2 separate regions of the Macaca mulatta genome follow, and region 2 is linked to region 1. Evidence: chromatin contacts called from public Hi-C data. All regions are on one chromosome and are shown on one strand. The core of a region is the stretch at or near the end of the contact, and the rest is flanking DNA. Distances in the headings are between cores, read along the strand shown.

Region 1 (5,147 bases), core at 975-3,474:
CCAACCTGGGCGACAGAGTGAGACTGTCAAAAAAAAAAACCAAAAAAAAGTAGTTTTTAGTAAGGGATTAACATGATCTGAATTACGTTTTATCATGATTTCTCTGGCTGCTGTGTTGAGACTGAATTGCAGAGGGGCAAGGGCGAAAATAGGGAGACCAATTTGGGTACTGCAGTAATAATGTAAGAGATGTGGGACTCTATCTAGAAGGGCCCATGAGGTCCTTTGCATGCTAGTATTCTTTACTGCTGTGCCTGGCCATGATAGGCATTCAGTGAATATTTGCTTATTTAAAATTACACACTGGGCTAGTTGAACAACAGTGCCAAATGAGGGAGATATTTCTAGGAATAAGTTCTTAGGATTTATGAACATTTTAATCCAGATTTTCTTTGTTCACTCTCTGGCCCTTTTACTCAGCCCCATTTGTGCCTAAATATGACTTACGAAAGAAACACAGCATTTATGTGTACTTATTTCAACTTATTTTAGCTTTGTAAAGGAGAAGTACTAGGTAGACTCAGGGCCCAGCTTGGTGACTCACGTCTGTAATTTCAGCATTGTGGGAGGCCAAGGCAGGAAGATACTGTGAGCCCAGGAGTTTGTGACCAGCCTGGGCAACATAGTGGACCCCGTCTCTACAAAAAAAAATTTTTTAAATTAGCTGGGCATAGTGGTGTGTGTCTGTAGTCCCAGCTACTCCTGAGGCTGAGGTGGGAGGATCACTTGAGAGAAACCCTGTCTCAAAGGGGGTGGGGGCGGGGGAGACTCAGGCAGAATTGTGAAGATATTCAGTTGCTCCTGACTTTATCAATAATCTAACACTTCAACCTAACATTGATATCTATTTTATGCAAAGCATTACACTATGCACTGGGGAATGTATAAGACAAGTTCATTCTCAAACTACAGTCGAGTTGGACAGATAAAACACACGACACACACCAGAAGATAACTATAAATCCAAGGCAGTGTATGTCAAGGGTAAATTCACTTATTCAAATTGGATCTTGAGAAGTGTATCTAACTTGGAAAATGGGTAAGGAGGAGAGAAAAGCAACAGTGAATCAGAACATGAGTTCCCAGTTATGGGACTTGTAATGAATTCCTCGATTAAAATAAAAAATAATGAAAACAAAAGCCAAGGAGGAGAAAGCCCATGTTGGTGACACTAAAATATATCTTTCCAAACAAATGTGGATAAAAGTTAAGTAGAGAAGATGAGAACTTTGAGGTCCCTAACACAAAACAAACAATAAGCAGCAAGCCATTCCAAGTGGCTGACATGACTTTGTTTCAAACTTTATTTATATTTCTGGCTGGTGTGTTTACAGCCAATAGGTCAAACTATCAGTGTAGAGCCCTGAGAAGTTGGGTATTTACGGAGCATCTAATACGCACAGAATTGTGCTCCATACTGCTTAAACTGTTCCCTAAGTGTCCAATTTGGAGAAAACACCCACGCGCAGGGTAACTAGCGAGTGACGCGGAGTGGCTGCGAGTCCATGTTATCACTAACGGATGGGGCGCTTTGAGCTGGGCACAGTCCAAGGTACTGAACCCTTCCCCCAGTTTCGCCTACATCCAGAGGTGTGTACCTTCAAAAAGCAGTGCCTTCAGGTCTCTTCTGGCACTGTCTGGACTCCGTTCCGAGGCAGACGAGGAAGCTGAGAAAACCCTGGCATTGACCCCGTGGACCTGGGCGCCCCGGGAAGGCCAGCGCTGGGTCCAGGCAGGCGGGGCCTGTGCGGTGATCACCCCGGGTCCCGGAAAGTCCCAGCCCTGAGCGCCCTCCTAGACCTGGAGGCCTGGAACAGCCAAGTGGACGTTGGCCCACTTGCTGCGGAAGAGAAAGCCTTTCTCTTCTTTCCTTCCCATTTTCCTACCACCTTCCACCCACTCCGCCTTCGGGGCAAAGGCAGCCAGATCCACCCAGGACACATTCTTTGTCCTTATCTTCTGTGCTCTCCCACAGCAAGCCAGTCGCGGTCCAAGGCCCCAGAGGCTGTGCAGGAGGCCGAGCTGGGTGGCGATCAGTGGCGGGTCCCTGTCCAAAATCCAGCAGAGCCGCCAGGGACGCTCCATACACAGACGGCGCAGCGCGGGTAGGGTGGGGAGACCACAGCGGGAGAGCCAGGAAGTGAACGAGGACTGACTCCTGTCGCTTCCCGTAGCCGCCCACGGACGCCCCAGCCGGGAACCGGACGGCACCTAGCGGCTGACAAACAACTTGCTCCGTGGAGCGCCTGAAACACCAGTCCTTGGGTGAGTAGCGCGACCCCCGGCCACTGGGACAGTCGCTAGGGGAGTGGCTGCTCTGAGGGCCTCGCCAGTGGAGGATGGCATTCGGATGTCACGCCTCCTAAATCACAATTTGATGGGTGGGACAGTGTCCAGTCCACCCCAACCCGCAGGTCCTCACCGCGGCAGAGCCGGGGCTGGGTGGCGGGGACGCTGCCTCTGCAGGCGAGGTTGCTCCGGGGCATAAGGGGTTATCAGGAGTCGCGGCCTTTCTTGTACATCCCTGGCTGGAGTCAGGCTGTTTGTCCTGGGGTGTCTCCTCGCTGCAAATCCACCGCACCTGTGCTGCTTTCTACCCTGTTCCCTCCTAACCTGAGGCCTAGAGCCACCTTCAAGTGGAGGAATCTGGGGAAGCTTCCGTCCCGGAATTTGTAGTGACATTGCTTTCCCTCCCTCTAACACGCGCTTTAGGATGCCGAGTCATTTGACTGCAGTATTAAACATTACAAAGGGCAAGTCATGTGACTTCCTTTGACCGTACGTGAAACTTAAGTGATGGCTTCTTGTGATGCATACGAAGTGGTCATGCTGGCGGGACCTGTCCCTGGGGATACTTCAGGGGTTGCGTGATTTAATGCAAGCCGATGATTTAAATTGGGTCACTCGCTGGTTATCACACATGTGTATGGCAACTCGGCATCCATTCTTTTTGCTCTTGTTCTTGCTTCCTGTATTGAGTCACGGAGCCAGAGTTTTGAGGTTTTGACTAACGAATTAAGTTAATGACATAGACTGGGGTTATATTTAGGTGGTAAACCAAGAGGGGTACAGTTTTTTTCTTAATAAAGAAAAAGTAATAGATTTGATCGGTGTGTATTGTTGGTGTGCGGTATAATGACAATTGCTGGAAGTAAAATACAGGAAGCTCTAGTTTCGTTTCCCCTTTAGTTCTGCTTAAAGTCATCGAGTTTTTCCTAGAGTTATTAAATGTAGTGTCCATGGGTGCTTTTATCTTAAAAAATGTGGCTAATGCTTTCCAACACTCCCCTGCCCTGTGATTTTTTTTTTTAAAGCAGCAGAGAAAATTGTATCTTAATAGTATTAAAATTATTGGATTTCCACACCTTGATTTGTTTAAATTGGAGGAAGAAGAGCAATTCTTTTTATTCACAATAATAATAGCTAACATAGCACTTACTCTTTCACTATTTTATTAACTCAATCCTCAGAACAAACCAATGATGTGAATACTGTAATTATTGTCCTTTTATGGAAATGAAAAGTGAAATGAATACCTCTGATAATTGTACAGGACTGTTTGATTAGTAATGGCCATTAATTAATTAGTTTGTTTTTTTGAGATGGAGCCTCGTTCTGTTGCCCAGGCTGGAGTGCAGTGGCACGATCTTGACTCACTTCAACCTCCACCTCCCAGGTTTAAGCAATTCTCCTGTCTCAGCCTCCTGAGTAGCTGGGACTGCAGGTGCATGCCACCACATCTGGCTAATTTTTGTATTTTTAGTAGAGATGGGATTTCACCATATTGTTCAGGCTGGTCTCGAACTCCTGACCTCAGGTGATCCACCCGCCTTGGCCTCCCAAAGTGCTGGGATTACAGGCGTGAGCCACCATGCCTGGCCTATTTTAGTATTTTTAATAATAAATTCCATGTTAGAAATTTTCTACTGATGTATTTTCTAAGTCAGTATTTCCTACACTCACAATCCAAAATTGTTTAGTATATGAGCACACTGGTAAGAATGGGAGGCAGATCTTTGATTGTAATAACATTCTATTATTTGGTAAATATCAGTAACATAATGTATAATTTAAATTTTAAAATAGGATATGAAGAAAAATGCTGCATGCTTACTTTTCTTTTCCTCTGTTTTTACTTTACACAGGGCCAGTGCCTCAGTTTCAATCCAGGTAACCTTTAAATGAAACTGGCCTAAAATCTCAGGTCATACACAGAAGAGACTCCAACAAGAAGCTGGAAAAGGATGATGTTGTCATTAAACAACCTACAGAATATCATCTATAACCCGGTAACTGAGTTCTAGAAAACAACGTTTTACCTATGCCAGGATTGAGAGCAGATCCAATACAATATTAATTATCCATTGGGAGACAGGGCAAAAATAAAAGCCAGCGAACATATTTAAAGCACCTACTATGTAATAGGGATGGTGGTGGGCGCTGACTACAAAACAGCTGTCGTCCTCTAGTGGAGGAAGAAGTCACGATGGCAATATGACGTGATGAAACAGTGTTATAAACAGGGAACGTCTGGGTAGAGTGGAGGGAATGCCAACTTTTGGTAATGGGAGGAGGCTCAGCTAATCATAAATTTTAGTTTTTAAAGGCAAATGGATTTCTTACTCTACAAGTTTTTCATTTTCTTTTTTAATTAGAGCTGTCCATGAGAAGTTAGTGTCCCGATCTTTCCCTCAGCCTTTCAAATACTGCTTGGCACTTGAGCAGGGAAAATGTCAAAAGCCAGTGGGGAGACGGAGAGTGAGAAGTAGTAAAGGGTCTCGTGCAGTTCAGGCTGGTCCTAGAACCCCTGAATGACTGTAATTGCTGGAAATTGCCCTGTAATCCTAAGCAGTAAAGAGCTTGTTTTAGTTTTATGTGGTGGTGAGAATCTTTAGGAATGTCTAGTTTCCACTTATTTGAAGCTGACTCCTGAATTGAGGTCTGGGAAAGGACAGCCACTTTTTTAGTAAACCCCCTAGAAGATTCTTGGGCAAAAGGAAGGGCGAGAATCCTTGAAATAAGGCCCTAAACCAGTTTTGTTAGTGTGTGTGGGTTCAAGTTTTTGTCATTTACTTTATAGCTGTAATTCCTTTTTCCCTAAGTTTTAATGTCATTGTGTAAGAATGAGGTATCACTGCTGTATCAAG
Region 2 (5,147 bases), core at 1,851-4,350, 210 kb before region 1:
TTGGGAGGCCGAGACGGGCGGATCACGAGGTCAGGAAATCGAGACCATCCTGGCTAACACGGTGAAACCCCGTCTCTACTAAAAAATACAAAAAACTAGCCGGGCGAGGTGGCGGGCACCTGTAGTCCCAGCTACTCCAGAGGCTGAGGCAGGAGAATGGCAGGAACCCGGGAGGCGGAGCTTGCAGTGAGCTGAGATCAGGCCACTGCACTCCAGTCTGGGCGACAGAGCCAGACTCCGTCTCAAAAAAAAAAAAAAAAGACATTTACGTTTCTTGAACTTCAGTTATCTCAATGGTCCCATTTCGGAGAGATGTATCAAATAAAATGAGATAATCTGTAACCATTTTACAGATTAAAGTACTATCTAAAAGATGATCAGGCCAGGCGTGGTGACTCACGCCTGTAATTCCAGCACTTTGGGAGGCCAAGGCGGGTGGATTACCTGAGGTCAGGAGTTCGAGACCAGCCTGGCCAATGTGGTGAAACCCCATCTCTACTAAAAAATAAAAAATTAGCCACGTGTGGTGGCACACGCCTGTAGTCCCAGCTACTTGGAAGGCTGAGACAGGAGAATCACTTGAACCCGGGAGGTGGAGGCTTCAGTGAGCCAAGATGGTGCCACCGCACTCCAGTCTAGGTGACACAGAGCAAGATTCCGACTCAAAAAAAAAAAAAAAAAAAGAGCAAAACAGTACAGTAGAAAGTACTGTTGGTGGCCTTGGCGCGGTGGCTCATGCCTGTAATCCCGGCACTTTAGGAGGCCGAGACAGGCGGATCACCTGAGGTCAGGAGTTCGAGACCAGCCTGGCCAACATGGCAAAACCCCATCACTACTAAACAAACAAACAAACAAAAATACAAAAATTAGCCAGGTGGGGTGGCAAGCACCTGTTATCCCAGCTACTTGGGAAGCTGAGGCAGGGAGAATTGCTTGAACCCGCGAGGCAGAGGTTGCAGTGAGCCAACACATGCCACTGCACTCCAGCCTAGCCAACAGAGCGAGACATTGTCTCAAAAAATAAAGAAAAAAAGAAAGAAAGTACAGCTGGCAACAAAAAACAAATATATTCACTTGGAAGACTGTTGGCACAATGCTACTTCAAATATTCACAAATCTTTAACTGTTGAACTATATTTATATTCATTTGAATATAATGAAATTAAAAGTACAGGGGCAGGCCAGGCACAGTGGCTCATACCTGTAAGCCCAGCACCTGGGAAGCCAAAGTAAGAAACTTGCTGGAGGCCAGGAGTTGAAGATCAGCCCTACAACATAGTAAGTCCCCATCTCTATGCAAAAATTTTAAAAATACAGGTGAAATTATAAAACATTAGTTACACATAATTAGTGGTAAATGAAAAAATCTAAAATGAAGTTTCTAGATAAGCATAAATTAATATATGCTATATAAAAAGAGAAAATGGGAAATCTCATTTTAGAAAAATATCTAATTGTAAATTTCACTCAGAAACTAGTGACTAGAAAATAATTTTGCCAAAGACAATTTGGAAAATGTACTTTCGTAAGTCTGCCCAGACTACCACTATCTATTCTATTTCAGTGTTTTCCAAGTGAGGTCCAAGAGGTAATCAAAAGATAACTTTGCTACAGTTACTGTACTTGCAATGTTTGTTTAAAATGCTGTTATCTGGGCCACATTCCAGATCCATTCAATCAATAATCTGGAGGCCGGAGAATCTGCATTTTAACATGTTCCCCAACACCAAAAAGTCTGCCCCTTTTATTTTTATGGTTCACAGACACAAATGGACCATTCAGGCACTCTGGGATTTAGTGCAGGGTACCATAAAACCATGAAATAAAGTGACTCAATTCAGAAAAACATGTTTTCACGGTTACACTCATAGTCAACCTTCAATTTTTCTTAGATGAGCACTAATTGCTTCAAATGACATCTCCCCCTCATTATCAGGCCCCCTGAGACTTTCGTTTTATTTTTTTGGCCCTTGCAGCAGGTGCAGACAACAGGCAGCAGCACCTGGCAATCAATTCAAATTCTACTGAATAGAAGCAAACACCTCTCTGAAGGCGAAAGGATCTGGTCAGCTAAGCCTCGGATTTCTAGCACATTGAGAACACTTGTAATCATCTCTTCACATCACCAGCCAGCCAGCACCTCACGACTGCCTGAGCCAGAGCCTCCATCCACGAGCCACAACGCCAGACTCAGACCCCCCAGTCTCGTACTGGGACTTAAGTGGCGATGCCACTTGGCAGACACAGCTCAGCTGGGTAAAAACAAAGCAATCTTGAGCAAGGGAAGGTGCTCGAGGAAGGGTAAAAGCCCAGAAAGCTCTAGTCCGAAAGTTCAAGTGAGTGAAGTCTTGTCCCCTCCCAATTCCTCTGAGCCTGGCGGGGCCTCGGGGGTCTGCGGAGTGCCCCCTACTCTCAGTCTCCCTCCCTCGCTAACTCCTGAAGGGAAGGACGACACCGTTTCTCTAGGCGCTCGACCCCTTCGCAAGACAGCCGAGGGGGTTCATGCCCGTCTCATCTCCCGCCACACTCCCAGCCGCTTAAAACATCGAGAGGAAAAAACGAAAACAGCTCAGGGGACCGTCACCATCTTCCTCTTTTGACTGCCATTACCCGGAGTGTCGTCGTCCCCCCGCCCTGCGGGCGGTTCGCAGATGTTTCCCGCACTGGACGGTCAGGTCTCTGCTCCCCGGGTTTTCTGCTCACCAGAAATCACCTCTGTTCCGGCCCGGCCCGGCCTGGCCCTCCCCGCACCACAGCCACGGCCCGTGTGTAGCGGCCGCGGGTGTTCGGCCGGGGGTTCCCGGCCCGCCATCACTCGGGCTTACCTGCGCCTCGACGACACTCCGGAGGAAGCTCAGGGTGACCAGTAGCTGCACCGCGGCCGCTGCCCCCTGCCCAGCGCCTGCCCGGCGGACCCCTTGGCTCATGCTGATCTCTCCCCACGCCGCTGCCAGCCGGGTCCCTCGGGGCCGGGGAACGGCGGGCGGCCCGGGCGACGACCCAAGGGGACGGTTCCCAGCGGCCGAGCGGCTCCAGGATCAGAGGTTTGCACGCCGGTCCAGAGGCGGGAGACTCTCCGAAATACCCGGCAGCTGCGAGTGAGGCAGGAAAGGCAAGCTCCCCTACATCATCCCCCAGACGGCCCCGCCCCCAGCTCGCTCGGCTCATCGGCCACGCCCCCCGAGCGCGGGGCCTTGTGGGAGTTGTGGTCCTGGGAGGCCGCTTAGGCGCTGCGGCAGGAAGGCGGAGCCGACAAACTAGAGGACTCGGGAACTACAACTGCGAAAGCCGCTCCGCCTCCCCGAGGCCTCGGACTCCACGGCGGCCAATGAGGCGGGACCACGCGGGCCTCCAAAACACCCGGAGGTGCGGGCGGGGGAAGAGGGGCGACCTCTTCTCCGGGAAACCAGGCTGGGGACCTCCCTGCGTCGGTCCGTGCTGTGGCTCCCGCCAGGCTCCAGGATTCACCCAGTATGCGGGAGAGTTAGGAACTAACGGTGCGGGATCTTTGACTTTCGGTCTGAAGCGTATTCTTTGTCTCATCATTTTCCTGTAGCCTGACATCTGCTGTGGGTGCCTATGTAAGCCACCTGTGACTTGTAGAGGTGGCTTCGGCTTTTTTTTAATTTCATGCACCCTAGATGTGGATGTCATGTCCTGCCCTGCCCCCGCCCGACTCCTAGATTGACACGTGCAAGTATAACACATGCTGAAGAATGAAGACAAACCGAAAGGTTTATGATGAAATATGGGGATGGGGTAAAACAGAAAAACTTAGAGTGACATAGTTTGGGCGCAGATCCCAACTCTAAAACATTCTAGTTAGTTATTGGGCCTTAATTCCCACCCCATATCTTGTTCTAGGGCTACATAAGATTAGATGCAGAAAAACCTGAGTATAGTGCCTAGCACCTAGGAAGTACTCAATAAATGGTAACTGCTATTAGTTTTATTAATGTCTTTGATTTCTACAAAACGAATAATACATCTCCCTTGTGTTTATGTGGCAAGTATTAGTTTCTCATTGATGCTATAAGAAGCTATCACACATTTAGTTGCATACAACAAAAGAAATTCATTATCTTATAGTTCCGGAGATCAGGAGTCCAAAATGGACCTGTAGGGCTGTGTTGCTTTTGGAGGCTCTCGGGGACAATGTGTTTCCTTACCTTTTCCAGCTTCCAGAGGCCACCTGCATTTCCTGCCTCATGACCTCACATTATGGTCACATCTTCTTCACTCCTTCTGCTTCCCTCGTCACATGCCTTCTCTTGTGACCCTAGCTCTTCTGTCTCTCTTGTATAAGGACCCTTGTGATTACATTGGTTACAGACCATCCTATCTCAAAATCCTTAACTTAATCACATCTGCAAAGTCCCTTTTGCCATGTTGGATAATATATTCACAAGTTCCAGAGATTAGGATAAGGATCTATAAATAGAGGGCCATTAATTAGCCTACCACATAGTGGTTTATACCTTTCAGAACCAGCAGAGCATTAAACCAAATGCAGGGTCCTGGGGTTGCTGACTGCACAGATCACATGCCCATGAAGCCAGCCCTGCCTGTCCTTTTCCTCTCCAGCAACTCTTTCCCTTCTGCCTCCAAACTATCCAGATCTTCCCTAGTTTAAAAGCAAAAAAACGGGCTGGGTGCGGTGGCTCACACCTGTAATCCCAGAACTTTGTGAGGCTGAGGCGAGCGGATCACCTGAGGTCGGGAGTTCGAGACCAGCCTGACCAACATGGAGAAACCCTGTCTCTACTAAAAATACAAAATTAGCCAGGCAAGGTAGCACATGCCTGTAATCCCAGCTACTTGGGAGGCTGAGGCAGGAGATTGCTTTAACCCGGGAGGCGGAGGTTGCCGTGAGCTGAGATCATGCCATTGCACTCCAGCCTGGGCAACAAAACAGAAACTCTGTCTCCAAAAAAAAAAAATTGTTGCTTGGTTTTTCCAGCGACTTTTCCATGTCTCCTTTTCTCTTCCAAACCTATACTTCCTATCTGCTCGCTGCCTTCTTCCCTTCATATAAATCTGCTTTTGATAAGAGAAATTTTTTATCAAGTTTGGTAGACTTTTTTAAAGATTCCTTGTCTGTGCTGCATTTGATGTTGTCAATAACACATACTTCCTGGGATTTTGTT

What was found. A called contact is a pair of places that touch in the nucleus more often than the background predicts.
Region 2: a contact with region 1 is called in a Hi-C map of fetal cortex germinal zone, with 3 times the contacts expected there. The contact joins the promoter of ERO1B here to the promoter of LGALS8 in region 1. A contact is called at or near these places in 2 of 14 Hi-C or Micro-C datasets (fetal cortex germinal zone and liver).

Annotation. Positions count from the first base shown.
Region 1 is chr1:12,556,760-12,561,906 of T2T-MMU8v2.0, reverse strand. LGALS8 (galectin 8) reads left to right here and starts at 2,224. Exons shown (of 10, transcript NM_001266745.1): 1 at 2,224-2,265; 2 at 4,146-4,289. The coding sequence starts at 4,245.
Region 2 is chr1:12,767,806-12,772,952 of T2T-MMU8v2.0, reverse strand. It overlaps ERO1B (endoplasmic reticulum oxidoreductase 1 beta), which reads right to left and starts at 3,100. Exons shown (of 16, transcript XR_013416001.1): 1 at 2,826-3,100.